Regions from separate parts of the Mus musculus genome. Here all the other regions are linked to region 1. A link is a contact called in public ChIA-PET, HiChIP or PLAC-seq, Micro-C and promoter capture Hi-C data. All regions are on one chromosome and are shown on one strand. Each heading gives the region's core, a stretch centred on a gene start, on an enhancer-like site or on the middle of the called end of the contact. The rest is flanking DNA. Distances are from core to core; before and after follow the strand shown. Region 1 holds the start of Tcf12 (transcription factor 12). Region 2 holds the start of Tex9 (testis expressed gene 9). Region 3 overlaps Tex9 (testis expressed gene 9). Region 4 holds the start of Cgnl1 (cingulin-like 1). Region 5 holds the start of Mns1 (meiosis-specific nuclear structural protein 1). Region 6 has its middle 5.6 kb from the start of Gm27230.

Region 1 (4,965 bases), core at 1,038-3,537:
AAGTTTGAGGCGCTAGTAGTTTATAATTGTAACCGGACAGTGTAAAAAAATGGTGTGGCAGGCACTAAAATGCTTTATAGACTTTTCTACTAAAATATGTCAGTGCTCTGAAATAGAAATTTCTGATTTTCAACATCGTCTTACCTGACCCGCTGAACTGACTACTTCCCAGTGTTGTTGGTCTCGTTTTCCCACTATTAACAGGTGGAGAAAACATCTGCAAAATAACCCAAATGTACCTATTAATCTTAAAATTCTTCTATATTCCTTGCAAAGAAAAGTTCACCAAGTGTCATCAATTAGGTTCCTAATTTTCATAGAGAATTTGAAATAAAAATGGAAGACCCATTCAGACCAAGGCTGGCAATAACAAGTGATATTATTTACTAATATTGCTTGAGAGAACCGGTGACATTTGCTATGAAAACCCAGCCACAGGCAAGATTACAAGATAATTAAGTTTAAACAGTAAATTTTTACCCATGATCTTCACTTTGGCCCTAAGTGATTCTCATTACATTAACATTACTTAATAAGCACTTGCAATCAGAATCATGTCCGATGAAATTACCACATACAGGAAAGATAATAACAGTTCTAATACAGCAGGTATTGGCCCTGCCTTCTAGGAGCAGTTAACGTTGAAATTCAATCCATTAGTAAGAAATAAGGGCAATGGGCTCTATAGCTTCACCTTTTATTTTTAAATCATTTTCCATATTACATATGCAGACGGCATATGTATACTTAAAGCAGTCAGCTCACAAGGCTGGGAATTCTAGCGCTGGGGTTGGCTTTTTTGAAGCTGGCATCTCTCAGGTACCACAGGCTAAATGAAGTCGTGGGGAGGGAAATGCTGAGAAGTCTTCAGGAAAAAAAATATTTTTTTTCTTTCATATAAAGTCTAAAATCTCTAATAATTATCAGAAGGGAGTGACTCAACCAGAGCTCATGATTACATTGTTCTTCTTTTAACTAGTTAAATCAAATGACCCCTCTGGCATTAAAGTTTGAAATCTGCAAGTCTAGACATTACATCAAAGTTCAGGTGTCCAACTTGGGGGAGCTGGACTCCAGCCCTGAGAACTAGCGCTGAAAAGCAGATGGAGTTGCCCGCTGCCATGTCGCTTTCCCCCCTTTTCTCTCTTGCTCCCGATCTCGGGAAACCTCAGCAGAACCCCAAGATGCGGAGGAAAGCTCTCATACCGCACTGAAGTCCAGCAGGTCGCTCAGCTCCTTGTCGGTCCCTATCGCGGCCATGCGCTGCTGCTGGGGATTCATCTTCAGCCACTTCTAGCAGGTCCTAAGGCAGAGAAGACAGGCTGAGCCGCGGACACCCGGACGCTCGACGTGAGAAGGAGAGAGAGGGAGAGAGAGAGAGAGAGAGAGAGAGAGAGAGAGAGAGAGAGAGAGAGAGAGAGAGAGAGAGAGGCAGCGCTCGGGGTGGGGGGCGCCGAGCGACACGCCAGATCCCCACGCATACCCGAAGGACAGTGACGGAAGCCGCTCCGACACGGGAGCCCACGCGTGGCTCCGTGGCTCCCGCAAGTTTCCAAGGTGGCTCGGCTTCGGGGTGCCCCCGGGGAGGAGTACGGAGCGAGCCCGCGCCCAGCGAGGGAGCGAGAAAGCGGCGGCGACCCGGAGACCAAGTGACTCACTCGCTCAGCAACAATAGAGCTGACAAGTTGCGGGGAGCGCGCCGCTCGCAGGCCCGCGTCTGCGGCCCGGACGTCCCCAGCGGGGGTCCCCGGCTTGGTTGAGAGCGCCCCACGCGCGTCCGCGCCCCGCAAACTCCCGCCCGGCCTCCACCTCCCACTTGGGCCGCCCTGCCCCGGACTCGCGGAACAATGAGGCGGGCTCGGCGGCTCCCCGGCCCCGAGCGCCGAGCCCCGAGCGCCGCGCAGGCCGAGCGCCGCTGCCCGGGCCTGGACCCCGCAGCTCGCGCCTCCGCCCCGCCGCGCGCCGCAACTTGGACGCGGCCCCGGGCTCCGCGCCGTACAAAGGGACCTGAGTTCCGCACGTCCCGCCCGCCGCCCGCGGTTACCTGCCGCCCGGGCTCCGCATCCAACCTTCCCGATTAAAGTTCACTTTGGCCGGGAGCGCGGGCTCAGGCTTTCCCCCTCCCCACGCGCCGCCGGCGGCTGCGTTGCCTCGGGCCCCCGCGAGTGCTTGAGTCGGCGCGACTCGGGCGGCTCTCGGGCTTAGCCGCCCGTGGCTCCCCGGGCGGGCTGGCTGTCCCCCCGATAGAACTTGTGGGTCTCCTCAGGCGGACATTTTTTTTTTTTTCCGCTGAGGCGGCCTCAGCACCGAGCTCCGCTCGCCTCCGGATCCCTCCGCGCCTCAAGCGCGTCGGCTTAACCCCTCGCTGCCCGGCGCGCTCCCGCCTCCCGCGCCGAGGAAGTGGGACCGCGGAGGGGGCGGGGAGGCACGGGGCGGGGCGGAGCGGCGGACGGACAAAGCCCACGGCGGGCGGCGGCCGTCTCCTCAAGCTCACTGCGCCCCGAAGTGCCGCGACGGGGACGCAGCTGGGCAGCATCTGGATCTGCCACCCGCAGCCATTCCGGAGCTCAGCCACGCCGGACGCGGGAGGCGAGGCCGGCTGTGGAGCCGCAGCTGTGGTGGGCGGACTCTGTGGGAAAAGCGCAAAGCCCCTCACGCCGCGCTCATCAGCTTGCTCACCTGAGCGTGCCGTCCCACCTGAGCCCCGCGCTGCAACACCAAGTTCTGGGAAAGGATTGCGCCTGGCCTTTGCTGTAACCAGAGAGACAGCCCCAGGAAGTTAAGTCTTGATGAGCAAGTTCCGAACTTGGCCTGAAGAAGCCCCAAAGAAAAAGGGGAAAAATTCGGCCTTGGAAGTTAAGGTTTACTTGAGGGGAAGCTAAGGTGATTGTGTTGAGGTCTGCGAGCACAGAGAAGACCAGCCAGGCCCAAGCAGAAGAAACACTCGAGACAAGCATCCAAAGAAACGAATTGAAGACAGTGGCCAACTCTTGAGTATCCTGACTGTAAGAAGGAGCCGTTGGCCTCAGAAGTTCATATAAAGAAGATAGTTAAATGTGCCATTGCTGTACTTACTGCAACCAGAGCTGTCCAACCAGAGAAGCAAATTAAGGTTTATATGTGGGACCTCCGTATAGACCATTCCAGAACTAATGGTAGCCTACTCACCCCCAAAGCCAGTCCCACTTAGGTACATACATGCTTTGGCAACTTGTGGAGTGTGTCTCCATCCTAAACAAAGTAGCATGATTTCACCTAAAAAATGATAACGATCCCGTTTCCAACTAAGACTAGCGGATGGTTAACCCACATACAAATAGGCAATTTGCTGAAGTCTTTGAGAACATTTTTGCAAATGCTATAAAAAAAAAAAATGAATGTCATCTTCCAAACTCAAGATCTAGCCAGAGTAAATCAAACAGACAAGAAGAAAGTCTTCGCAAGGAGAGATCTGATCTTTGATGATGTTTCCAATATAAATCAAACAGTTCTGAGCCAAGTCTAGCATCATTGATTAAATGAACAGGGTTTGGTTATCCGTAATTTGGTGTATACAAAAGTGAGGCAAAAAGCAGTCACAGAACAACCAGGAAATTTGATTAGGTAACTGGTAAAGCCATATTTCTGTGGTACAATCTCTAGGGAAGATGCTGAGGTTTGGTCTTCTGCTATGCATTGTAATACTAACTACTGGCCTGGTTGCCCCCAGGGATGAGAGAATCTGCACTTAGGTAACCTTGTCCCCAAGTTATCCCTGATTGGTGAATAAAGATACCCACTGCCTATGAGCAGAAGAGAGATAGGCAGAGTTTTGGTTCTTGGGCTTGGGGTTCCCAGTCAGGAACCAGGAGGAGAGGGTAGTAGGTAGAGAGAAGAGAGCACACCATGGGGTAGGTGAATCATGAAAACATGGCCATGAGAGCTGGCCACTTGGAGTTAAGGACAGCCAGATGAAATGTGGCAAGTTACAACTCGGGGTTATTGATAGGGAAGTAGACATAATAGCTTAGAAGGTAGATATCTGACCAGATCTAGTACATTAAAGGGTCATTATAAATATAAAAGTTGTGTGTCTTTTGTCTGAGAATTGAATGATCAAAAGCAGAGTAGAAACCCCTGATTGAGATAAATAATTACTACAAGAAGAAGGGGTGGCATGAAACCATGCGAGATGTATGCTGTTTCCAAGGCAAAGGAGAGGCAGCTTATACTGCTCACACAGCTATTTTAGAGGACATCAGAGGATTCACTTTGAAAGTCTGACTGGGGAAGGTTTTCATATCTATTGTGGAAAATTCAATTTTATTTTGTGTGTTGTTTTGTCATTAGATTGTGAGTTCCTTGTGGGTTGGTACTGATAAGCACCTAGCATTGTATCCAGGATACTAGACTTGATGGTAACCTGAATTTATTTCTTCTGTTTTAAGCTATATCAAGTCATTCTATTATAGTTACTTAATATGTAAATATATTTCTGTACATGTGGCTTTATTTAAAAGAGAGCTAGAATTTTGAAATTAGAGGATGAAATTTTTTATACTTTCAAATGGTATCTGTGTGTTTCTAAATAAAGAAATAATATTCCCATCAATAATGGGCCAAATCTATTCCTGAAAAATATGGAAGACTCAATATTGAAAGTGGAGCTTTAGGGCTGGGTATATTGCATAACCCAAAGTGGGTTGATTTGTTTCTTGGGTTTGAGGGTGGGGGTGGTTGTTGTTGTTGTTGTATAATTTTGGGGTTGGTTAGTTGGTTGGTTTTGTTTTTACTTTTGTTTTTTGTCTTGGCCCCACCTGAGTCCTATCCCTAGGAAGTACATGGTTGAAGGAGATACCAAATCCCAAAGTTGTCCTTGGACTTCTATGTACATTCTATAGTATGTTGTTCATGCACTAACACACATACACACAAAGTAAATAAATGTAAAAAATATTTAATCTGAACTTTATAGCACTTATTACA
Region 2 (4,965 bases), core at 1,723-4,222, 380 kb after region 1:
AGATAGCACCACATCCTTTCTTAAAACAGTCTCACCTGCAAGAATTACTTGGTTAAAAGAGAAGTATCTAAGAAACAGATTTACTATACTTAAAGTGACTTTCAATTGTTTCCTAGAATAATCAGGAGGACTTAAATTGAAACTTAAGAGTCAATGCAGGTCAACCAAGAGGATTAAGCCTATTTTTCTACTCTAAATTCATTAAAATGAGAGATAAAATGTAATGGTAGAAATAATCACTAACCTCAAGCTCAAAGGAAATGGCCTCGAATTAAGAATGACTCAAAATTCTACGAGAGCGCCACACAGAGGAATAGAAGCCACAACACCCCAGCAGTGAGAACTCAGTGTGCATGTGAGTCAAGTGGCCATAAAGACTCTGCCCACAACCTCAGGTGATGAGGTGGAGAAGGACTACCCTGGAGTTCAAACACATGGAGGAGGGGTCCAGGCGGTTCAGAGTCAGGCTGCCAACCTTCATCCAACTTTAGTGCAGAAGAGAGGTAAGCCAGTAGGAGAAACTCACAGCCAGGCTACGAGGACATTTTCTCATCTAGAAGGTAAGGGCTCTGAAACCTAGCCCTGCCGAAGACGGCTTTAAAAGAATAACACATCCCATTAGCCACCAGGGAGAACAGGCAGGCACAAGAAGGGAGAGGAGGGATTTACACCATAAAAGACAGAGAGAAACACATTAAAAATTTGTAATCAGAATTCTAACTTGAAAAAGGGGAAAGGAGAAGGGACAGACTGTTATGGTTTGAAAGTTAACTTCCCCCGGGGGGGTTCCCAGCCTGTGGTGCTGTTAGGGAGGTGTAGCTTTTGGAGTAGGGTACCAGGAGAGGTCTCTTAGCCTTACAGTCCAGCCTCACTTCCTGCCTGAACTCTGTGTTTCCTGACCTACCGAGGTGCCCTGCCTGCCATAAACTCCTCTGCCATGTGGAGTTTATGACCTGAATTAAAGTGTGGAGAAAAGTTTACATAAAAAAAAAAATTTTTTTTTTTTTTTGGTTTTTTGAAACAGGGTTTCTCTGTATAGCCCTGGCTGTTCTGGAACTCACTTTGTAGACCAGGCTGGCCTCAAACTCAGAAATCCACCTGCCTCTGCATCCCAAGTACTGGGATTAAAGGCGTGCACCAACACGCCCGGCTACATCAAAATTTTTAAAAATTACATTTAGTCAAGTTAGAAATCAAAGCAAACAACTTTTTAGAGCCTATTTTAAAAGGGATCTATCTACCCAATTCCTGGAGCAAACCTAAAATAAAATAATGAATTATTAATGTGAGCTCTTCAAAATTACAGCTGCTTGTGGTTACTGTTTGTATTTCACTTTTCATTGTCATAAACAGGGAAAAAGGCATACACAGAAGACACACTATCAAAATTAGCAGATGGTGGTCTCCACCAGCATTCACAGGGCTCTACAGCATGAACCACAGCAGAGCAGTGCTGAAGGTCTTCACACTACTGAAATGCGTATCTTCTTCTTGTTGTACCTGAAACAAGCTAGTTTAAATGCTTTCAATTTTAAAAGTTAAAATATACTTAAAAAAAAAAATAAGCGAAGCCGGGCCATGGTGGCCCACGCCTTTAATCCCAGCACTTGGGAGGCAGAGGCAGGTGGATTTCTGAGTTCGAGGCCAGCCTGGTCTACAGAGTGAGTTCCAGGACAGCCAGGGCTACACAGAGAGACCCTGTCTGGAAAAACCAAAAAAAAAAAAAAAAAAAAGGGTAAATAAAATGGCAAATAAAGCAGACATAATCTCTGCCCTAGTGGAGTTCAGAGTCCAGGAGAGGCGGCAGAATATAGAAAAGTAAACTATTGCTGGGTATGGTGGTGCATGCCTTTAATGCCAACACTCTAGAGGCTGAGCAGATAGGAGCTCTGTGAGGTCCAGGACAGCCACAGCTGTGTCGTGACCCTGTCTCGGGGAGAAAAAAAAGCCATCATGTGAGTTTATTTTAACAAAATATGCTAATTGCAAAAAAAATTATTAAACAACTAGGGCCCTGATCAGCACTGTCAGAGGCCCCTCTGAGTTTTACAGTCCGAAGGCAAGTGTGATTCCCTCGAAAAGAGAGGAAAGAAAGACCCACGTCCCTTGTGACCGAAGAGTTCCACACTATGTAAGAGCCGACACGCAGGTTAAATGAAAGTGCCAGAGTTGCCAAAACTTTGCAGGGGCAATGACAACAACTAAATGCAGTTCCAAGCAGTGCAATGAAACGAAAATGAAAAGATCGTTCTGGCCTCTGCAAGAAACTTGGGGAAGGGCAGTGGGGGTAGGCAGACATCGTGAAGCCTGTGTTTTCAAGAGCTTTGTAATTGTCAGAGAACAAGACAAGGAAGGGATATCATTCTTCTACACACACACACACACACACACACACACACACACACACACACACACACACACAGGACCCCACTATAGACAGGAGCTTTTCATTTGGAAAACAAGCCTCCAAGAAATTTGTGCAAAGTAAACTCTAGTACTTTGAGAATCCTCAAAATCTGGGGATTTCCCTCTCGGCGGCAATTCCTGTGCTCCAAGCCACTTCCATGTGAACCCTCCTGCCTTCCAACACGGTTGTGGACTACAGTTTTGCCCCTACAAATATTTTCTCAGGCTACTACTGTGAAAGAGCCAAGGCTAAGGGGTAATGAGGAGAAAGAGAGGGTCCCTATATGCAGCCAACCTGCAGGAAAGGCACCCCAGTAACCGCCCTGGAAATATGAGGGATGCTCACTTGTACTCTTGTTCCCGGGCGAGGAGGTCCCGTCCAGCTGCAAGCTGCCCGCGCGACTGGGTACCTGCAGAACCGCGTCTCTGCAGACAGAGTTGCAGAGCTCAAGTTCAAGAGAGTCCGGTGTCCGTCCGTCCCGCCCGCCAGCCCGCAGCCCAACCACTGGTCAGTAGTCTGGGGTTGAACTCACCGGCACTCTAACACTTCGCCCCGCCATCTTTACCAACCCCGGGGCGATGCGGTTGCCGTGGTGACCGTACATCTTCCCGCGAGAGTTCTCAGGTCTCGGGCAGCCTCCCGCCAAAGGGCAGCCTCTTCTGTCTCCACCTCGAACAGCTTTTGCATAGGCTTTGACCAGCAGCTCCTGGGTTCCCTTCACCCATTGAGACTAGCGCTTTAATCCACAAACCTGCGAGTCCTCTGCCTGGAGATGGAAGGGTTTCAGAGCCCACCACGCAGACAACACGCAAGTATAAGCCCCTTTCTGGGAGTGTTTCTCCAGCCCAGTAGGCCAATCCCACTCACAGTAGTTTTTGCTAAAATGGATTTTTCAGTGCCGTTCTATACTTCTGATTGTGAATATTTACTCACGCCACGGCTAAGAGCTCAGGCAGTCAATTTTGGCGCATGTTTGAGTCCAGACATACCATTCACAGATATAAACCACTTCCTCTGCAAGGCAGGACTAAGAATAGCATCAACAGCACCTAGTAACTGAGATGTAAATGATCTCATGCTTAAGACCCAGGGCAACACAGGGCAGCATCTGATTGTTTGGGGATGAAACTGAGAGTCTAGAAATAAGCCTTCCCATTTAAAGGACGCCAAGGTCATTCAAGAGGAATAGAGGGTTCTGCACCAATGGGAGGCAATTGCATGTCCCCACATAAAAGAACAAAGTACGGTTGATATTTCACACCAGATTCAAAAAGGAATTCCACATCATAGCTAAATGAAAACCTATCCATAAGCACCATGTGTGTGAACTGTCTGAATTCGGAGATTTTTTTTTTTTTTTTTTTTGCTATGCCCCCAGAAAAATAAGCAACTGTCTGAACAACATATAAAGAACGATTAGAATAAAAAAAGAAAAACACTAAGGAGCCGGGCATGGTTGTGCATGCCTTTAATCCCAGCACTCAGGGAGGCAGAGGCAGGCAGATTTCTTAGTTCCAGGCCAGCCTGGTCTACAAAGTGAGTTCCAGGACAGCCAGGGCTACACAGAGAAAGCCTGTCTTGAAAAACAAAAAACAAAACAAAACAAAAAAACCACTAAGGGGCCTTTTATAGGCATTTATCCAAAGACAATACACAGATAACTAAAACATATAAAAAGATGCTCAGTAGTGTGGGTCTTCAGATAGATGAAACCCAAAACCAGTGTAAGATACCCTCTCCTACGCACTAAGGTCACTGTAACTAAAAGGAGACAGGAACAAATGAGGGACTATGTGGAGATATTTGAGCCTTGTGCTGTCAGTGATCATGTAGTAGCTATGTAGATAATCTATTAATTCTTTTATTAATAGATTGGTATTGGTGGCACATCCCCCTAAATTTATTAAAAATCAGTGAATAGTACACTTTATGTGCAGTGAATGGTAAATATGTGAATAAATCAAAATGTTAAAGCATTTTTAAATGAGTTATTTTTAAAGTTAGAGGCTAGAGAAAGGCAGGCCATGCTTAACACTAACCAAAATTAAGCTACAGTATCCAATTCACTTTAAACAAGATGATTTCAGAAAAATTATTAAGAACAAAGAGGAACATTATATAGGGAGGAAAACCTTAATTCTTCAAGGAGAATTAGATTAGAATGCTAATCCTTAGCATTCATTTGCCTAATGCAGAATTGTCAAGCTGTAGTCAGTAAGACTACAAACCGCAAGGGGAAGCTGTCATACCAGTACTGCAGATGGCAACTCCAACATGCCTCTTACAGTAAGGGGCAGGTCACGTGACAGAACACCAGTACAGACACAGGGATCCTAAACAGCACCAGCAACCATCTTTTAAGTCTATCAGCACTTATAAAAAACTCATGCAAAGTCAGCAGAACATTCCCTCTTCACAAAGCCATTGGGATGAGGGAGGCTCTTCTTTAAAAGTAGAAAAATTCTGGGCTGCTTTAACAAGTATTACTAATTGGCGGCTGAAGACAACACAAATGTCTCATAGTCCTAGGGGTGAGATGTAAGCGAAATCCTGGTCTT
Region 3 (4,965 bases), core at 1,771-4,270, 350 kb after region 1:
TTTCTCAAATGCAACCAGGTCATTTTCCATAGTAAATCATGGTAGATCATAATTTTTAACAAGTTTAGGGAGACTGGAACCATGCAGTGTCTTCTGTAACCATAAATTGAAGCTAGAAATTAAATATGTGTAAACTAAGCACACACTGAGGCAGCTTTCTGGCCTATAGTAAAATGCCCGAGACAACCTGCCGGAGGCTTGCTTTGCTCAGCCTCAGCAGTTTCTGCCCACGTTCCCTGGGCCCAGTGCCTTAGGCCTGAGGAGCAGTCTGTCATCGTGAAAGCACACAGCAGAGGACATTGGGCTTTAAAGAAGCCAGGAAGCAAAGGGAAGAAAAGGGCTCAGTTCCCAATATTTCCTTCAAGGCCACACCCCTCAATGGCCTAATGTCTTTCCACCAGGGCCCATCTTCTAAAAGTTTTACCACTGCCCAGTAATGCAGACACAGGGATCAAGCAAGCCTTCAATGTAAGCTTGTTGGGGACACCAAGGACCAAAACCTCAAACTACCAATTTTCAAAAAATTTTACAAAATTACTCAAGCACCAGCACCTACAGGAGAGAATAGGACACTCACGGGCGGGATACTCACACGGTGACACAACGAAGATCAGATGAGCTCAAACCAGCCCAACCTTTCCTAAGAGCAAGGAGACCCCTGAAGCTAGCAGGAATGTAAATGGTAAATTTGAGAGCATATATAAGTGAATTAATAGATCAAAGAAACAAAGTTTGCTCTGTGGACTATCAACAAACCTTTAGGTGCAGTGGCAAAAAAAAAAAAAAAAAAAGGAGGACTGAAGTACATGAAACCAGGAATCACAGAGTGGCCATTTCAGCTGGTTTCACAGCAATAAAAAGGACTGTATGACAAAAAGCCCTCAGCTCACACACACAGGTGGTGAGGACTGAAAGCTTCAGTGTTGGTCAGCATTGAGGCAAAGGCAGCAGCTTCTATCACTTCTGCTGAATGTAGCACTAGAAGACATCACCCAAGCAACTGGGACAGAACAAATGACATCCACAATGGAGAGGAAGACAACTCCTCATAGAGGACAAGACTGCAGCTGTGGAAATCCCTAAGGATTTCTAAGAAAATCATGATGACCAAGAAATGGATTCAGCAAACCTGTAGGCTACAAAAGCAACAGACAAAAGGGTTCCTTTCACAGACTAATATTGGGCAGCTCAAAACAAATCAAATATTTATATATTAGAATAATTGGAAGTGTATCATTGGCAATAAACACTGGCGCACACACACGCGCATGCGCACACACACACAGGCTGCGGGGTTTCCTCGTACCATTTTTCAAGAGACTATCTTTTCCTGATTGCTTGACACCTGTATATGTGAGGGTTTATGAGAGGTCCATGCCATTTACCTATATTTAATTTTCTCTTGTCTTCTTGTGTTTATTTTTCTATGTTTTTAGTGTTGTTCCTATGTTTGAATGTTTTGTCTCCATGGAGTCTGTGCACTGCAGACATGCTGGGTGCCAAAAGGTCAGAAGAAGGTGTCAGTCCCCCTGGAACTTGAGTTATAGCTGGCTAGAAGCTGCTGGAAACTGAACTTGAGTCCTCTGCAAAAATAGTATATACTCCAGATACATGCGTGTGCATGTGTGTGTGTGTGTGTGCGCGCGCACGCTGAATGGAATAAACACTTTGATTAAAAAGGCTGAAGGTATAAAACTCTTAATGACACTGGATTTAGATGACACCAAAAGAAAATAAATTGGACTTTATCCCACAAAGGCCACAGGGGACACAATAAACAGTGAAAAGGCAGGCAGTCTGCTGACTGTGAGAAAATATTTACAAGCCACATAGGCACAGGCTTAATGTCCTGAATATACAATAAAATGTAAAAATTAACAAAGGACTTGACCAGATGCTTCTTTAAAGATGAACAAATAGTTACTAAATACAAGATGCTGAACACATTACTTATAATTAAGGATGTGGGAATTAAAACCTCAATGAAGCAATCAAAACCCACTAGGATGACTGGTATCAATAAAAATCAAAATGACTCATGTTGATGATATGGGGACACTTGGCCATTTCTACAAGTGGAAATGTGAAATGGCACAGATGCTACTGAAACCAAATGATCCTCACCTCTGATCAGGTCTAGGCACTCCAGATAGCACCCAAGAGCACACAACCCAAGTGCCCACCGAGAGAAGAAAAACAAAGAGCAGGTCCGAGTTTTATTGAGCCTTCCAAAGAAGTTAAAGTTGAAAAGATGGAACAACCCCGAGAACACTGTTTTAAACAAAACAAACAAACAAACAAACAAAGCTAATCAAAAAGAAAACTATGTGATTTTACTCAGCAATGAGGCACGTACAGACGTCAGATTCACAGGATCAGAAACTGAATAGTGGCTGCAGGGGCCTGGGAGCCTGGGGCTACTGCGTTCCCACTTTTCCATAATGAGAAGCACAAAGGCAGACTGCAAAACCATAATAAAGATTTTACACTTAAAAATGTGTAAAAAGAGTGTAAATTCTATGTATAGTTAACCATAATAAAAAATAATGCAATAATGAGGAGGGTATGATAGCTGCTGAAAGTTTTGTAGGTTATCTGTGAAATTCTGTGTTATCTGAATACAGATAATGGTAAGTTAAAGATTCGTAACAAATACTGACATGCACAAAAAAAAGTGCAAATGAGCCAGGAAGGAATTCTGTGGTAACAGACAGGCCGTCCATATAAGAAATAATATTAAGAGAGCTGAGTCATAAAAGCCAACCTCAGCTCTGTAATCTACAAGTCATAGAGCAGTGAACAGGGAAAGGACAGGAGACATGGCAGAGGTGACATCAGCTGAGCAGAGTTCAAGCTGCTGGAACATCAAGGCTTCACAGAGCACAGGCTACATCTGGGAAGAAAACAGTTATTTTCAAAGTGGCCAATTCACCAAGAAGACACCAATGTTCTCTCTAGTGGCAGCCCTGACAAACAGGATGTAGATGCAGATAAGGCTGAAGAGGAAGCTAACATAGCCACAGTTTCCTTTATATTCCTCCTTTACTCACGGATGTAAATACACAGAAAGTTGTGATGGTGCCACACACAGCAACTGTCACGCAACTTTACGTGGCTGACATCGGAGGACTACTCCATCCAGCAAAGGCAGAAAGCACATGAAACTAACATTTACCAACTTAAGCCATATTATGGATCATAAAACAAGCCTGCACAAATCTATAAAGACCATGTGCTCTATCCATGATGAGATTAACCTGAAATCTCCGAGAAAGGTATCTGGAGGGGGAGGGAGATCCCCTCAGATGTGGAAACAGAGTGGCAAACTTCTTTGTTTTTTTTTTTTTTTTTGACTTTCAGATATTCGTCTTTCATTTTTTTCTTTTTTTTTTCCATTTTTTATTAGGTATTTAGCTCATTTACATTTCCAATGCTATACCAAAAGTCCCCCATACCCACCCACCCCCACTCCCCTACACACCCACTCCCCCTTTTTGGCCCTGTCGTTCCCCTGTACTGGGGCATACAAAGTTTACGTGTCCAATGGGCCTCTCTTTCCAGTGATGGCCGATTAGGCCATCTTTTGATACATATGCAGCTAGAGTCAAGAGCTCCGGGGTACTGGTTAGTTCATAATGTTGTTCCACCTATAGGGTTGCAGATCCCTTTAGCTCCTTGGGTTCTGAGTGGCAAACTTCTAAGTAATGTTTGTGTTCAAGGAGAAAACAGAAGGAAAATCAGTGTTTTAAATAGCATAATGAAAAATTTTAAAATAATCCAATTTGTGGGAAGTAGCCAACAGAATACACGCAATAAAGTTTCCAGGTAAGTTCTTCCAGTAGACAGAAGGAAAAGCTTCAGTGCAGTTTCCATGTCCATGTGGAAAAATTAACAAAAGAAAAAAATTGAAAAAAGAAGTTGGCCAGGCAATGGTGGCACACGTCTTTAGTCCCAGCACTTGGGAGGCAGAGGCAGGCAGATTTCTGAGTTCGAGGCCAGCCTGGTCTACAGAGTGAGTTCCTGGACAGCAGGGCTACACAGAGAAACCCTGTCTCAAAAAGAAAAAAGAAATTGAACCCAACATAGAGAATGAAGGAAAAAAAGGCAGATTGGGTATCGCTTATATACTTTAAATAACTACAGAAAATGGAGCTGGAGAGATGGCTCAAAGGTTGAGATCTCTTGCACAGGATCTGGGTTCAGTACGCAGAATTCATATGTGGGCTCACAACCACCTGCAGTCTAGGTGCAAGATATCTGACACCCTTTCCTGACCTCCGTGGACACCTGTACACACATGGTATTTACATATACTCAAGCATACATAAAATAAGTAATTTTTCTTACAGATCTAGCCATCTGATACCTGAAAGGGCAGAAATATCTAGAATCTATAAATAATGCAAAAAACTTACAGTCTGAAAATCTCAAATCGCATTATTATGAAAACTACACAGGGATCCCATCTCACCCAGTCAGAACTGACACCATCAAGACCAGTGCTGGTGAGGACGCGGGGAAGAGCGGCTTATTCACTAGCTGGTGGGAATGGAAACTGGGAAGGCAATATGAAGGTTTCTGAAGAGACAAACATTTATTTACCATGTGACCCACATGTACCACACTGGATATCTATCTGAAGGAATCTAAGTTGGCAGTTGCGTGGGTAAAGGCAAAGGGAGACAGTATAGACGGATGAGAGCATGCCATCTGCAGGAAGACGCACGCAACTGCATGTCGTCAGAACAAGTGAAACAGACCAGACTCAGACGATATTGCTGCTTTCTCTCATGGAGACTCTAGGTTTGCATATGCATTTGTATGATATTCAAGCAAACTGGAAGCTGCTTGAAGGGAGGAAGGGGACAGTAAATGAGGAGAAACAGGGCACAGTAGGAAGGGAACTGAGTAAACTATGATCTGTGTGAAACCAGTTTAATGGCAATGTCCTAGTGGAGCATCACT
Region 4 (4,965 bases), core at 1,410-3,909, 340 kb before region 1:
CCCTTGAGCTTAATGTTTCTCCTTGGGTGCCAGCCTCTGTCTATGTCTCTGCCCTTTAGCATTAGGACCAAAGAAAGGACAGAAGGAAGGGAAGGAGGAAGAGGGCGGGAAGGAGGGAGGGCGGGACGGAGAAGGGAAGAAGGAAGGGAGGAGTCAGTTGAGCTTTTAAAAAGGTTAACTGCATCTTTTAGATAAATGAGTTTCAGAGGAAAAGAACTAAGAAACACTTTAAATTCTGTCATTCCTCATTCCATCAACATGAGAAAGTAACTTCACACACACACACACACACACACACACACACACACACTTACAAAATAGAAACCATTATACTAAGTGGATGGTTCTAACACAATCACAGCTCTCAGCACAGACCACCTTCCTGGAGGCTGTACCCCTTCCCCTGGATGAAGGGCACCCCACTCACCCATTTCTTCTGGTCAGGTCAGAACATCACAAGTGCTCTCCCAGGGTGGGAAGTATTGTAATAAATCTGCGCTCTGTGTGGGACAGGGCCAGACCACTCTCCCATCTCTCAGGCATCTGACACTTTCAAGGTGGGCCCTGTTCCCCAGGTGAGAAGGAGGTTCACAAGTGTACACCAGTCATGTTGATGGTCTGGCATGCACGTATGCATTTGCACACACATATATACATATACATACACACTCTGCGGAAGTTGGAGGTTCTGGGTTCAGGGGCCACCCTGTGACACCACACTCTCCACAGGCAGGCCATTGCTATGTTGGTGACTCCTCAGTGGTCACATTCTAGCAGCTGACCAGTGACAGGAGAGGGCACCGTAGTAGGAGGAGAGGAAACAGGACAGGCCAACGGGACAACACTTTATCATTTTTCATTTTCAAAAATCAACGTCAGTCTAGCTCATGTCAGAGATCAGAGACAAACACCCTCCCCAGGGCACCCATAAAGGGACATCATCCTGATACTACAAAAAGACAATATACAGGACCATCGCCTAAGGAAAAGGGAAGTCTGATTAGTGGCCACGTTGCAGCAACCACCAGGAGACTTGTGAGAGCATACTTGGAATACCAGAGAGCGTTAACTTAGAGATGACTGTTAACCCAGGGACAACCGTCTTGTCCTAAAACACGTGTGACAAAACGTCCCATAAAACATATGTGACAGAAAACCACCGGATTCAAACAGATGTTCAGCCTTCCCATTGTCCTATCAATCTTAGGTCACCTGACAGGCGATTGAGCTGAGCTCTGCCTTGGTACTGGAAACGCTAACCCCCTAACTCAGGTGTTATTTATTCTATCAAGGAACATACACATGGCTGCTCCTGAGGACGCGAGCACACATCAAAAATAACTAACTCACAAATGAAACCCTTCAGGGTCTCTCCACTCCCAGGAAAATCCCCACGTTTATGTAACACAAGTGCTTTTGTGTCTGTACACACGTGCCTGTGTAAGGAGGAGGTCTACAAAAGCTCACCAAATCCTAAGTGTTCTCTTCATCTGAGACACTTTTCCGAATCACTTGGTTTTCCCTGACAGGACTATATAACCTTGACTCTGGCAATGACTTCAGAATTTAATGCCCACACTCCAACCTCCTAAATAGAAAGTGCCCCCGGAAATATTTACTGTAAATAGAATTAGGAACAAAGAGAACTTTTATTTTTTAAATGGCACCACCTGCGGTCTAAGGTTAGCAGGCTGCGTCCACAGGCTCCCCTGGTGGAGAGGTGGGTCAGGAGCCTGAGCGCTCTGCTCTTCCAAACTTGGCTGCACCCAGAACCACCCGGGGTCGCTTTTTAAAAGTTCCCACCGCCGACTACCCCCAGACCCCTGGAGTAGAGATGTACCCAGGGTGGGGGTGGGGGGCGCGAGGAAGGTGAGAATCTTTTCATTGGTTTTGATTTAAATCTCACCAGGTGTGTAGCCCACTCTGCAAGCCAAGTCCTCTTTAAAAGAACTCCTACAGTATTTTGAGCAGGGTACTCGGCGTTGGAAGGGTTCTTGGGGTAAAAGGGCACGCACACAGTAAATATACAAAGTTCTTAAAAAAAAAAAAAAAAGTCTCTGTAAGTCCAACACCACAGCCAGGCACCTACCTTGAAGCCAAACGGTGATGCAACTTGGAAAAGTCCCTCAGAAAGCGAAAAAAGTGCTCTCGTGGTTTAAGGGCTTTCGGGGTGACCTGCCTGGACAGTGCAGTGGCACGCGGGGCCAGGACAGCGGAGCGGCCACCAGCCTGTTCTAAGGAATGGCTTAAAGAGCACTGAGATCAAACACTGCAGGGAAGGGTTGGGAGTGCGGTGCTCCGTGGGGCTCGCCCGCAGCTGTCACTAGAGCCCTGTACAGGCTCGCCACCAACTGTCCGACTCGTCTGCAGTACTGGGCTCAGCGTAGGAGGCAGGAGCGCACCTCCAGCCCCGGGACTGCAGCCGCGGCGCCCGGATCCCACGACCGACGCTGAGGCTGAGCACTGCGCAAAGCTGCAGGAGCTCGAGCCTGTCGAGTTCCCGGGCACCGTCTGGGCTCCGGGGTCCCGCGCACACCCTCCGGGCTCCCGCTCGGAGCTCACTTACCGCCTCTGCCTCCAGGGTCCCGCTCCGGCAGCTGCCCGCAGAGCCGGGCCGGAGAGCAGCGGCCGCCGCGTCGCCAGGAGGCCGCGCCAGCCCCGCCCCGCCCTGCAGTCGCCCGCCCTCCCGGGAGGAGGAGCAGGCGGGTCTGCGTCCGGACCCTCCCAGCGACCCAGGACCCGGCGGACCGAGGACTGCGGCCCCTCGCGGACAGTCCCGGGCGATCCCTGAAACCCTGCCCCATCTGCGCCCTGAGACCTCCCTGCGCCCATACCAGCACCCCGTTCCCACCCGCAGCCACTCTCTTCTCTCTCTCAGCACCCCCTTACAACCCCTCCTCCAGGAAACTTTCCCTATTCCGCAATCCCACCCCAGATCTCAGTTTCCCCCCATTCTTCCACTCAGCCTTGTTCTGTCACCTAGAAGCAAATCACAAAAGGCACGAAGTGACAAAGTGACGTCTATAAGCTAAAGCTGGGCCTAGCTCTGAGGTCACCTGGCTCCTGGTAGCAGCACAGACATTAGAGACAAACTCTCAGGCCCTAGTTTAGTTAGTTTTCCAGGGAAGGTGGCATTACATTGCCAACTGGGAAGGCCAGGGTGTCATTTCCAAGTTCAGTTTCCTCCATTGTAAAGTGAGCGAGGCACTCACTCAACGGCTTGTTATTCCTGAAGAAAGGACTGCAGAAATGGCATGTGTCTTACAGTATTTTAATAAGTAAATGTTTACTGACAAACATGTTGAATAAAATCAACACTCAAAAATTCAGTCACTCAAAACAGTAACGTGAAAAGATTTCAAAAAGTAATAGTGATTATTTTGTAGGAAAACTGCAACAGCAATAGAAGAAAAGTTGCACAGTGATGAAACGTGCTTGTATTTATTTACAGAGCTGGAGAAATGGCTCAGAAGTTAAGATCTGTTTCTGTTCTATAAGATCTGGTTCAATTCCCAGCACCATCAAGACAGCTCCCAAAACCTTTGTTAACTTCAGTGCCAGGAGGATCTAGTGCCATCTTCTGGCCTCCTCGGGTACTGCATATATGTGGCGCACAGGTATACATGCAGGCAAAACTTGAAAAAAAAATATTTTCAAGTGATCTTTAAAAAGAAGACAAAGGAGGAAGCTATTCTCCCTGGACCCCTTTGGAAACAGTGGGTCTACCAGGCATGCTCCACGCCTAGTCAGCCGAGTATAGTTATGAATGCAACCTTTGTCCCTCCTCCCAACAAAAAGAAAGTAGTAAGCCTACTTAAAACATTGCACGTTTTTGTGAAACTTGATTGCTTAGTTCTCAAGTCTGGGCTTTGTAGATGATAAAACTGCATGAACAGTGTTCTCAACGGGACTGCTTGCCAGTGCAAAGACATCTGGGTTTTGGGTATATCTGGAATTAGGCAAACTGTAAGGGAGGCTGTGCTGGACGATAGAAAGGGTGTCATATAACACAGGCGCAGACACATGTTAACCATGCCTTAGACACCTCAAAATGCCTGCAGTGGAACCTGCACCTAAATGGCTCTGAACACCGGGATTGGCAGAACCGTACAAACCAGGAGGAGGCTTACAAGAGGAATCCGTGTGGGGAGGGACGGTCCCAGAGAGCGTCTAAAACTGGTAACCAGATGTGTTTCCAGAAACAGAAATAGGACCACAGGGAAAGAGGTATGTTTTTTAAAGATGTATTTATTTCATGTCTACATGTGTGCCTGGGTGTATATGTGTGCACCATGCATGTGCAGTGTTCACAGAGACCAGAGAAGATGTGGGACCTGCTGGAGCTACAGGAGGTTGAGCATCTGATGTGGGAGCTTGGGATCTGAACCTCTATTCATCAAGTGATATACTTATTTGTTTGTTTGTTTACTTATTTATTTACTTAACTATTTGGGGTTTTTATTTGGTTTTTCAAGACAGGGTTTCTCTGTGTCCTGTGTCTCTGTGCCCTGGCTGTCAAGAATTCTCTCTGTAGACCAGGCTGGCCTTGAACTCAGAGTGATCTTCCTGCCTCTGCCTCCCAAGTGCTGGGATTAAAGGCATGTGCCACCACTGCCCGGCTGCCACTGAGGTTTTATAGAACTGTGGGATAACTGTGAACAGCGGGCTGGTAGCTGGGCTGGTGGTAGAGAAACAACGTATGAGCAAAACCAGGTACTGGGAAATGAGTGTGTCGAGCCCTCACTCAGGGGCAGGAAATAGACAGCTCACCCGAGGGAGAAGTGGAAGGGTGTGGGGGCGGTGTCTGTGGCGGGGAGGGTAGGGACTCCTCCCTCGAGGAGGAAACTGAACCACCTGCCACCCGTCTATTCCCACTCAGACCCTTGAGAGCGTTTGCAGAAAGTACATGCTCAGCAAACATTTGCTGACCATAGAAACACCATTTACCCAGCATGCCTGACCCCT
Region 5 (4,965 bases), core at 1,085-3,584, 330 kb after region 1:
ACTATAACCAGTAAGCCAAACACTCCTTTACTTCCTCAACTTGCTTTTAGTCAGAGTGTTTTTATCACAGCAACAGAGACCAAACTTGGATTATACAGAACTTCAAAAATCAATAGCATATATACAAAACCTGATTTAAAAATAGGCAATGGAGCTGGGCATGGTGGCACACACCTTTAATCCCAGCACTCAGGAGGCAGAGGGAGGCGGATTTCTGAGTTAGAGGCCAGCCTAGTCTACAAAGTGAGTTCCAGGACAGCCAGAGCTATACAGAGAAACCCTGTCTCGAAAAACAAAACAAAACAAAAAATGGCAATGGGCCTAAGCAGTCACTTCTAACAACAATAAATAATAAAAGATAATATGAATAAAATGAAAAACAAACAATAAAAGAGGCCACCGTTAAAATGTATCCCTTTCAACATCACTAATGAATAATGATCCAGGACACAAAAGCCAAACCTGCAATGAGTAGATATCACTTCACCCCAGCAAGAATAGTTTTCAAAAATATTAAAAATAAAAAACATTGTTGGGAGTACTGAGAAAAGGGAACACATGTATGCTGTTGGTGGAATGTGAATAAGTGTGGCCATTATAGAATACTAGACTAAGGTCCCCCAGAGTTAAAATAGAACTACTGCCTCCTCCCCCCCCACCGTAATCTATATATCCACAGGATATGGAATCCGCATGCGGAAGGCCTCTGAATGCACACGTTAGTTGCAGCTCCATTTACAGTAGTCAAGTCCTGGTTATATCCTGTGTCCATCAGTGAATAAATGGACAGAAGAATAAGATTCAACCACAGGGAAAAACAAAGTCTTACCATTTCTGACAGTGTGGATGGAACTGGAGAGATCAGCTGAAATAATAATGGTGCTACAGATATTGCTCTGCCAGAGTGGGGCTGGGGAGATGGCTCAACGGTTTGGAGCGCCGCCTATTCCTGCAGATTACCCGGAGTTTGGGAACCAGCACCCACATGACAGCTCCAGTAACCTACCTCCAGGAATTTCTAACTCCAGTTCTAGGGGAGCTGATAACATCTTCTGGTCTTTGTGGGCATCAGGCACATAATGGCGCATAGACACTTTATTTACGTAAAGTTAAATCTCAAAAAGTTCTTAAGAAAAAAAGATAAAGTATGATTGTGAAAACACGTAGAGTCTTTAACAATGTTGATTTCACAGAAACTGTAAGCAGATTGGTGATGACAGGGGCTAGGGCAGGGGGAAATGGCGAAGGGCTAGACTGCAGTTAGCAAAATATAGTCAGAAGTACAGGGGTGCACAGCCAGGTGGGGGTGTAGGATGGTAATATGCTGTACATTACAAAAAAAAACCACACAGAGGAAAAGATTGTTTAACCCTAAAGAAATATTTTGATGTTTACTGATTTAAATATTATACAATGCACCAGGATGTTCCATGATATTCCACAAGACACAATTTTTGGTTTTAATGTATTAGCTAAAATTTAAAGTTACACAAACCACATTCTTAGTAGAGTTCCAAGGGATTGTTAGCTGCATCCTAAGTCCAAGAATGCTTTGCATTATATGCTTTGCCCCACAGTCAGTTTCATATATGATTTATTTTTGGTTTTTTGTTTTTTTTGAGACAGAGTTTCTCTGTATAGACCTGGCTGTCCTGGCTCTGTAGACCAGGCTGGCCTCGATCTCAGAAATCTGCCTGCCAAGTGCTGGGATTAAAGGCGTGCGGTGACTATTATCATTATTGTTACTAATGAATATGGGGGGGGGGGTCTAGACCACAGTGGGTGGTGCCATCCCTCGGCACGTGGTCCTGGCCTTAGAGAGCACTGGGATTGCAAGTATGCATCCACACCTGTTCCGTTCCGTTTTCACGTGCTCTCCAGTCTCACACTCCGCTAGCGATCCAGTGGCTTCTGTTCCAGGTAAGTAAATAGGTCTCGTCCGTGTCTCTAAGTTCTCAAAATATTTCATCTCTAAAATGAGTGTATCAGGGATGGAGCAATGGCTCGGTAGGGGGCCCTGCTGCTCTTTTGGAGGGCCCAGCACCCACGTTAGGCAACTTGCTACCGACTGAGGATGGTAGAGGGGCACCATCCCTCAGTCCACTGCAGTGACAAGTCCGAGCTTATTGGGGTTCCTTGGGGCTTTAGCTGGGCTCCAGACCGCAGAGATTAGCTCCCTTCGGATGTAAACGGCTCCCGCTAGGGCAAAGCGTCCGAACTTCGCGCTTTTGGCTTGGTCCTATGGAAGGAGCGCTCCTGCCTGGCAACGAAGACTCTCCGTGCTGATTGGATATTGTGCCAGCCAATGGGAGGCCGCGTCCCTCTTGGGCGGGCGGTGCATTTTTGGCGGTTGCCGGGACACAGCTTAAACTTAACCCAGCGTGCACAGGTATCCGCTGCCGTGGCTGCTGCTCCGGAAGACGCGTTTGCAACTGAGGCAGAGACCCATCCTGCCGGAGGAGGAGGTTTAAAGCCAACCGAGATGGTAAGCAGCTCGGAGGCCGGGGGAAGGGTCGGTCAGGGACTTTCAAACTGTTTATTTGTAGTCTTGAGCTCTCTGAAATACAATTTGAAGTGCGTAATCCGAGAGGTCAGTGAGAAACTTCGATTTGCTTACTAGAAGGTTCTGGGTTTTTTTTTTTTTTTTTTTCCAGGAACACTCCAGGCATTTCTGCACCTTTCCCCCTCTCATCGAAATAGATACATCTTTAAATCTGCTCTGTTGTGGGTGGGGGGAAAGGCAACTCTCTGGTGGTAAAGCTGCAGCTGGAGAGCATCCGCATCGCACTCACTGACGCTGTTGAATTTTAATTTAACTTTTCCTGCTTCCACTACAAAACAGGGACTATTAGTAGTACTCAATCAGTACGCCGTTAAGTTTACATTATCATATTTAAATATTAATTAGTATATCCTGAATTAAAGCCAAAGACCTTTTATACTGTTACCTATTTTATAGTGTTTATTATAGGGATTTTCAGCAGTATCTTTTTGAAAGAAGAATATTGAATTCTGTGTATTTCCCTTTCCCCCTCGCACTTGTAGGCGACCAAAAAGAGAGCTTTGAGCTTTAGTGAAAAGCATCAGAAGTTAGTAGATGAAAAATTCCGCAAATCATTGAACATACAAGTCATGAATAAGTTAGAGAGGCAAGCCAAGAACCAAGTGGTGCAAAATGAAAACGACGAGAAGGTGGAACGCCAGAGGTTCCTCAGAGTGCTGCAGAATGAGCAGTTTGAGCTCGACATGGAAGAAGCCATCCAAAAAGTAAGTTGCAATGTCCTTGTTAGTTTTCTTTCCTTGGAAAAGGTGAAAGATGGCTGTCAGCCCTGCCTGGAGTTGAGGAAATACAGAGAGCTGGGAACTGACTGAATCCTTTGGAGTCCTGGTTATTTTAGCTGAAGAACGTGGTGTCAGTTGGTCAGTTTGCATGCTTTTAACAACGAGCAAATCGAAAGACTTTAGAATAGCATTTGGCAAGAATATCCATTTTTGTTTTTAAACATAAGCATGAAATCCGTAATTGTTAACATCACAGTTTTGTTTATGTGAGTGCAACCGTGTTGCCTTCTCTACATTTCTAATAAGAAATTTAAGAAATTCCTTCCTTTCTAAAAATTCATGACGTTAAACATAGACACTATTAAAGTGGTAGGAGATGGACATATGTGTGAGATGTACACTTACTCATATTTTTAATTTTTGAAGAATTCAGTTATTGAATGCGTGTGTTTACATCCTGCTCTGCTGGCTAAATCTATCATGAGTATTTCTAAATATTTTTTAGGAGATTGCAGTAGAAGAGGAAACAGACAGGAAGTGAGACAAGTGAATTTTCTCCTAAGTGTGAAAAGAACGTCCCCTGTTTTGTTGTGTTTTGAGCACTAGCGTGCGGTTATGTCCAGGATTTTGAGGGTGGATCTGGAAATAGCAAAAGAAAGGCTTAAAAGTGTGTCGGCTTCCTTCTGTCCTAAGTTCCAGTAGCATAGACCTGACCCTTTAATTCTGAACAGGAAAACCCTGGCCTCCCATCTTTTTATTCTTATTATGTCTTTAAGGAAACTCCCATATACCCTAACTCTGCCTAGCAACCATTGGTCTATCTGATGAAGTGGGGATGTTTTCTTTCGAGTGTTGTTCTGATGTCATCTTCTCATGATAGATGCCTCTAAGCAAAATTCTGTACTATGCTGAAATCTGTCCTTAGCGTTGGCTTCTTTTAATCAGGACCAGGCAAGGTTCATACAGCGTATATAGTTTTTATGGCCAATGTTTTGTTAATATGAACTTCATCGATGCATCCTTTATTAACTTCCTGTGTTTAACCTAATGAAGATATCAGGCCTGTTATCTTCTAGATGCGTGTGGTTTTATATCTGTCTGGTTTCTTTGGTGTGTGCCTTTATCTTTCCCATAGTCTCAAAAGGCAGTTAGCCAGGAAGACTTGATTAGATTGCAGTTCATCTTATACTGGGGAGGAAATAGTGACTTTTTTAATGAACTTGTTTCTGCATATGTTGGGATTATTTTAAAGTTTTGTCCTCTTTGATTTTTTATTTTCTCTTTAAAAATATGTCTTTTTTTTTTTTTAAATATCTTTATGGGGCGGGAGCAATGGCTCATCAGTTAATAGCACTTGTTACTTTTGCAGAGGACCCAGGTACAGTTCTCAGCACCCACGGGGCTGTCTGTAACTCTCTTTCCAGGGGTTACCACACCCTCTTCTGGTCTCTGTGGGCACTAGGCACACACATGGTGCATATACACAAATGCAGGAATAACACCAATACACATTAAAATAAGTATTTTTTAAAACAGATCATGAAATATCTTTATGAGATCAGAACTCAAGAATTCATGTATAATTGCAGTTTTTTCCCTGACAGTACTGGGGATTGAACCTAGGACGTCATGCACGCAAAGGCAAGCACTCTACCACTAAGCTACAGCCCTAGCCTCTGTTAT
Region 6 (4,965 bases), core at 1,363-3,862, 270 kb after region 1:
AACAAGATTCTTTTCTCAGGTGTTCCCATTTTTAGCATCTCCACTTTCTCAGACAGAGGAATGATTAATTTATTGGTATGTGAAGGAACAATTCTGGACAAAGCTGCCTCTGGGTTTTCACATATCAATCTGAAAAGGTGCCAAGGGTCACTTACTTGAAAGCACACTTCTGGAGTAATTCAGAGCATGTGAGCTCATTCTTGCCCCGTTGTAATGAACCAAAGTGGCGAAGCAATCAGAGAAGCATCATTTGCTGCACAAAACATAATTACCACTCATTCCTTGGAGGGGACCATAAAAAATGACAAAGGGATTTTGTGTGTTAAAGGTCTTAAGCAAATAATCTAAATAAAGTCCCTGCCACCAGGTCATTGGCTGGCGTCAGGTATCAAAGTGCTTTCCCACTACTCTGGGCTGTTACAGCTTTTGCTGTTAGAGAGTTTATTTTCATTTACTATGATCATGATTATAATTAGGTATAAAGTAGTATAATCGAAGGAGTAGTGCTTTGCATTGAGTTTCTTAAAACATTAAGCTGGGCCAAGAGTGGTGACACACACCTTTAATTCCAGCCACTCCAGGGGCAAAGGCAAACAGATCTCTACCAGGTCAAAGTCCAGCCTTGTCTACACAGCAAGTTCAAGGCCATCCAGGGCTACAGAATGAGACTGAGTTTCAAAAAATTAAAAAGAAAAAGAAAGAAAGAGAGACAGAGAGAGAGAGAGAGAGAAAAGGGAAGGGAAGAAGGGAAGGGAAGGGAAGGGAAGGGAAGGGAAGGGAAGGGAAGGGAAGGGAAAGGGAAAGGGAAAGGGAAAGGGAAAGGGAAAGGGAAAGGGAAAGGGAAGGGAAGGGAAAGGAAAGGAAAGGAAAGGAAAGGAAAGGAAAGGAAAGGAAAGGAAGACAAGCTAAGCTGAGAAATTCCTCATTGTCTCATAAGATTTGAGCAGAAGATAAATTGAGGCACACTCATTTATCAACAGTTAGAATTAATATCCAAACAGAAGATAAATGGAGTAGAAGGCAGCCCATCAATAAGGTCCCACAAATATGGGAGTTTAGTATAGGACAAGTATGGGTTAATAAAGAAAAGACAGAGTCTCCAGGAAGTCGTATTCAGGCAACCTATGCCTTAGCCAACTGTACGTGTAGTAAAACTTCAGATGATAATGACTGTAATTACAGGAAGAAACAGGTCATTCATTTCAAGCCATCTGTGAGTAAAGATGGCCTTCATAGGCTATGAAACCAGAGCTTTACCCAAGAGAGATGAATTCAAGAGTAAGAGACAGCTAAAAGAGCCCTGTGAGAACATCCGATGCTCCGGTTTCTCTTCGGATTGTATAACTTTCCTCTCTCACTAAAAACTTCCGTCTTGAGTTTTAATTCGTGTTCTTCAATCTTTGCAATAGCATGGCTAGTAGCACTGGAGAGACAATTCACCCAAGTCACCCTGGTAGCCGATACTCCAGCCCCAAAGATGTCTAACTAACACCGATGGCTTCCAAGGGCTACAGACAAACGCATGTACATAATTAAAAGGAAAGTAAATCTCGGGGCTGAGGTGATGGTTCCGTGGTTAAGAGCACTGGCTGCTCTTCTGGAGGACTTGTGTTCAGCACTCACACGGTGGGGTGGCTCCCAACTATTTGTAACTCGAGTTCTAGAGGATCCTATGCCCTCTTCTGGCCTGTGTAAATGCCTGCATACCCAGGGTGTGCAAGCATTCACTCAGGCACAAACACATAAGTCTTAAAGAAGGAAATATGGGAAGTAACAGATATTTTAAATGTAAAAATGGCATGAATAAAATAAACATTTCTTCAATATGTAGTTTAAAGTATAAAATTTTTTAAACGACTTTTTAATATTTTTTTGGTAACCCATAAGCTTAATAAAGATTTACTTAATAGTAATGATTGTTGGTGGGATTTAGACACCAGTGTCTTTATCCCATTAAGTGCTAATCTGAGTTCAACAAAGTTTCAGAATATCAACAAATTAGCTATTACTATACTCCAAAAAAGGACATACAAACACCAAATTTTAAAAATAAAGTTTTATTTACAAATACACTTAGGTAGAATCCCAACAAGGCATATATAGGACTTAGGGGCTGAAAACTAGGAAGTGCAGACACACCAAGAGTCAGGCTGCAGGTCCTGACTTGAAGCGGTAACCCAGTCCATCCATCCTCCTTGGATTTGTACGCAGGTATACCTGGTTCTTATCAACAGTTCAGCAAGATGTGTTTTAGAAGCAGGTTAGATTCTTCAGAAATTATTAGGGAAAGAGAAGCTGAACTAGTGAAAACAATCAAGACTTCATGACATCAGAAAGGAGAGCCAGATATATTCACAGAAATATATTCATCGAGGTGCTGACTAACGTGCAAAGCCAATCTCAATGAACGTGATGTTGTCCCTTTCAATAGCGATGGAACGAATGGGCACCCAAGGTGTAAGCAATGAGTCTCAGCCTCAGATTCACAATTTAATGCAAATTAAGTCAGAATGGATACACCGCTAAAAGTTTACAGTCTCCGGCGCAGCTCATGAAGCCACAGCCCTATCATATCCATCTAAAGAACCGCTTCATCCAGGAGGCACGCGCGTGGATGACAAGAAGCACATGGCACTGGGCTCAGCACCACCCATCGCTAGTGAACTGTAAATTCCAACCACAATAAAGCATCCCAGCTAAAAATGCAGTGGCAACCAGAACCTGAGTCCTCCTGCTCCGAGTGGGAAGTAGTGCGGTGGGAGGTATCAGGGCAGACCCCTCTGGAAAACGGCTTGGCAGTGTCTCGATAAAAGGAACATGCCTAAAGCCTCAACTCGGTGATTGTAGTCCTGGTCATTTACCCCAGAGTAATGAAGAATTGTGTTCCTTCTGTGTTCATATCACAACCTCACTGCTGTCTATGAATAAACGGCAGAGCCTTGCCAGAGAGTCCCAGCGTTACCGCTGCGATCTATGAATGAGCACGAGGGCTTGGTGGAGACTCCCAGGCTTGCTGACCTCAGCATCAGTGAAGTCCAAAGGGCTGGGACATCAGTAAGAACGTCCTCGCCAACTTCCTGGGGCCAACTGGGAATAACACTGAGGGTTACACAGCTACTTGACCTAACCTGTGTGATGTCTGTCCACGTGACCTTTCGTAACGGTATGATTATGCAGCAGCCTTTTCCAACGAAGTTCCAATATGATATAAGAAAAATGACCAAGCTACACAGTTCTCTTCTGTCAGTTTGCATAAGGCTAAATAGTTGTCTTTGCCAGGAATTAATATTCAGGATGAGAATGAACTGCTTTCATTGGGAAAGAGAAGGATGGGGCTTCTCTGGCTCGCTTCCTTCTCTGCGGATCTTGTCTTACTTTATTTTGCTCTGGTATTGTTTATTTTGAACCACACATTAAACTCAAACAAATGGTAAAATAGATTATTTGTATTTAAACTATCCCTAAAACAGAATGTCAGTCTATAGGAAAGATTAAACTCAGGGCTGATGACTTAGCTCAGTACCTAGTGTTTGTGTAGTCTGTAGGTTCAATCCAAGCATCAAACAGGAAGTGCAGGACTACACCTGCCATCTCAGCGCGGGGGAAGGCGAGTCAGGAGGATCAAAGCTTAAGCTCACCTCCTTCTAGGCCAGCCCCCATCCGCGGCCCAGGGTTGGTTGGTTTCTTTCTGTTGATGCTGTTTCAGGTTTTCTTTTCTCAAGCAGTTATGGTTGACATCGTAATAAAGAAATGTTACCCCCACCACCACCACTCCCGAAGAACCTTAATTTTCCTTCTTCTCTGAAAGAACCCTAGGGAATCTAATAAAAGCAAAATAAAAATATGAGCAAGAAGCATGGTTAGCAAGGCTATAGTATCAAGATCTAACAATTTTTCCATATGGGCTGCATGTATGAGAGGCACACGTGTGTGCCCAGCAAGCCCGAGCAGGTCAGAGGGCAACATGGGAGGAACTGGTTCCTTCTTCTCACCACGTGGGTCTCATGGCTCAAATTCAAGTCTTCAGACTCTGTGGCACAAGCTTCAGCCAACCCAGACATCTCTCTGCCCCTACTTTTATTTTTTTAACCTATTAATTTATTTTCCCAATGTAACAATTTAATAATGCAATTTAAAAAATTCTTTTCAAAAAAAATTCTTTCCATTCACAATAGCATTTAAAGACTAAAATTCTTAGGAATCATGAAGAGTGAGATCTTCATGTTGAAAACTTTAAACCCCTGTCAGGGAAAATTAGCGAGTTATACCAATGGAGCCCTAACCCACACTATGAATGGGAGGCGTTAGTTGTGTTCAGATGGCAATACTCCCCAAATTAAAAACAAGAGTCAACAAAGTTCCCGTAAAGATTCCAGCAGAATATTTTGTAGTCATTGGCAAACTGATTTTAAAATTTAGAAGAAAATGAAAAGCACTTAAAATAGCAAACAAGCCTGTAAACAAAAAAATAAGTAAATTAAAAATACAATGTTACAAAGAAGAGCAAAGCAGAGGCCTCATACTACCTGATATTTTGACTTACTACAAAAGTTCAGAAATCAATGCAATGGAGAATTGGTATAGATGATATTGAGACCAGTGTAAAGGAAGAGACAGCTCAGAAATAGACGTGAGTATCTCTCATTGGTTATTTTTGAGCACCATTATAAAACAATTCTCTGGGCAAAGGTGGTCCTCCTTCATTAAGAGATGGAACTGTTTATGTATCTGTCTGTCTGCATTCATCGGCCTCTTTCCCAGGCTAAAGAACATGAGCTCTTACCTCACACCACACACAAAATCACCTCAAAGGAGTCAGAGGCCTGCATGCAAAACTAAAGCTGTGGACTTCAAGAAGGGAGCACAGACAGGTTCTTGCAACTTTTGAGTTAGGCAAAGGCTTATCAGGTAGACAGCTAAAGCACAGATCATTTTTAAACTGATCACACGGTAGTCCCAGCACTT

Evidence for each region. Promoter capture Hi-C pulls out the DNA fragments that hold promoters and counts their contacts. Hi-C and Micro-C count contacts between places; a contact is called where the count stands out from the background. ChIA-PET counts read pairs in DNA pulled down with a chosen protein or histone mark. HiChIP or PLAC-seq counts read pairs in DNA pulled down with a chosen protein or histone mark.
Region 2: a contact with region 1 is called in an RNA polymerase II ChIA-PET map of memory CD8 T cells, with 17 read pairs. The contact joins the promoter of Tex9 here to the promoter of Tcf12 in region 1. A contact is called at or near these places in 1 of 115 datasets of contacts at active chromatin or transcription factors (memory CD8 T cells) and 1 of 9 other capture datasets (adipose tissue).
Region 3: an RNA polymerase II ChIA-PET map of memory CD8 T cells shows a contact between it and region 1, with 54 read pairs. The contact joins the enhancer-like site here to the promoter of Tcf12 in region 1. A contact is called at or near these places in 1 of 39 promoter capture datasets (cranial neural crest), 2 of 115 datasets of contacts at active chromatin or transcription factors (effector CD8 T cells and memory CD8 T cells) and 1 of 9 other capture datasets (liver).
Region 4: a Micro-C map of embryonic stem cells shows a contact between it and region 1, with 1.7 times the contacts expected there. The contact joins the promoter of Cgnl1 here to the promoter of Tcf12 in region 1. A contact is called at or near these places in 1 of 39 promoter capture datasets (liver), 2 of 484 Hi-C or Micro-C datasets (both in embryonic stem cells), 2 of 115 datasets of contacts at active chromatin or transcription factors (cardiomyocytes and pancreatic cancer cells) and 1 of 9 other capture datasets (adipose tissue).
Region 5: a promoter capture Hi-C map of hematopoietic stem and progenitor cells shows a contact between it and region 1, with 2.6 times the contacts expected there. The contact joins the promoter of Mns1 here to the promoter of Tcf12 in region 1. A contact is called at or near these places in 16 of 39 promoter capture datasets (the 3T3-L1 cell line, 3T3-L1-derived adipocytes, the C10 cell line and 11 more), 1 of 484 Hi-C or Micro-C datasets (CD8 T cells), 11 of 115 datasets of contacts at active chromatin or transcription factors (the NIH/3T3 cell line, bone marrow-derived macrophages, cardiomyocytes and 8 more) and 1 of 9 other capture datasets (embryonic stem cells).
Region 6: an H3K4me3 HiChIP or PLAC-seq map of the SCID.adh cell line shows a contact between it and region 1, with 17 read pairs. The contact joins the enhancer-like site here to the promoter of Tcf12 in region 1. A contact is called at or near these places in 12 of 39 promoter capture datasets (the C10 cell line, the HPC-7 cell line, Sertoli cells and 8 more), 1 of 484 Hi-C or Micro-C datasets (cerebellar granule neurons) and 18 of 115 datasets of contacts at active chromatin or transcription factors (the 230-238 cell line, the NIH/3T3 cell line, the SCID.adh cell line and 13 more).

What each region holds. Positions count from the first base shown.
Region 1 is chr9:72,109,532-72,114,496 of GRCm38.p6, forward strand. Tcf12 (transcription factor 12) reads right to left here and starts at 2,288. Exons shown (of 21, transcript NM_011544.3): 1 at 2,045-2,288; 2 at 1,207-1,303; 3 at 145-217. The coding sequence starts at 1,281.
Region 2 is chr9:72,488,987-72,493,951 of GRCm38.p6, forward strand. Tex9 (testis expressed gene 9) reads right to left here and starts at 2,973. Exons shown (of 12, transcript NM_009359.4): 1 at 2,940-2,973; 2 at 2,753-2,832. The coding sequence starts at 2,966. It overlaps Gm33004 (a long non-coding RNA gene), which reads left to right and starts at 323. Exons shown (of 3, transcript XR_379620.4): 1 at 323-503.
Region 3 is chr9:72,462,996-72,467,960 of GRCm38.p6, forward strand. All of the region lies in intron 10 of Tex9 (testis expressed gene 9), which reads right to left. Among named protein-coding and RNA genes, the nearest start is that of Gm33004, 24 kb to the right of the region's middle. Within about 2 kb of position 3,021, at least 95 of the 459 cell types and tissues checked have an H3K27ac peak or open chromatin away from gene starts, as enhancers often do. A contact at or near this core is called in effector CD8 T cells and memory CD8 T cells, where this site is marked.
Region 4 is chr9:71,768,943-71,773,907 of GRCm38.p6, forward strand. Cgnl1 (cingulin-like 1) reads right to left here and starts at 2,660. Exons shown (of 19, transcript NM_026599.5): 1 at 2,567-2,660.
Region 5 is chr9:72,436,195-72,441,159 of GRCm38.p6, forward strand. Mns1 (meiosis-specific nuclear structural protein 1) reads left to right here and starts at 2,335. Exons shown (of 10, transcript NM_008613.3): 1 at 2,335-2,485; 2 at 3,046-3,267. The coding sequence starts at 2,483.
Region 6 is chr9:72,382,344-72,387,308 of GRCm38.p6, forward strand. No RefSeq gene overlaps it. Among named protein-coding and RNA genes, the nearest start is that of Gm27230, 5.6 kb to the right of the region's middle. Within about 2 kb of position 2,613, at least 8 of the 459 cell types and tissues checked have an H3K27ac peak or open chromatin away from gene starts, as enhancers often do. A contact at or near this core is called in the SCID.adh cell line and double positive thymocytes, where this site is marked.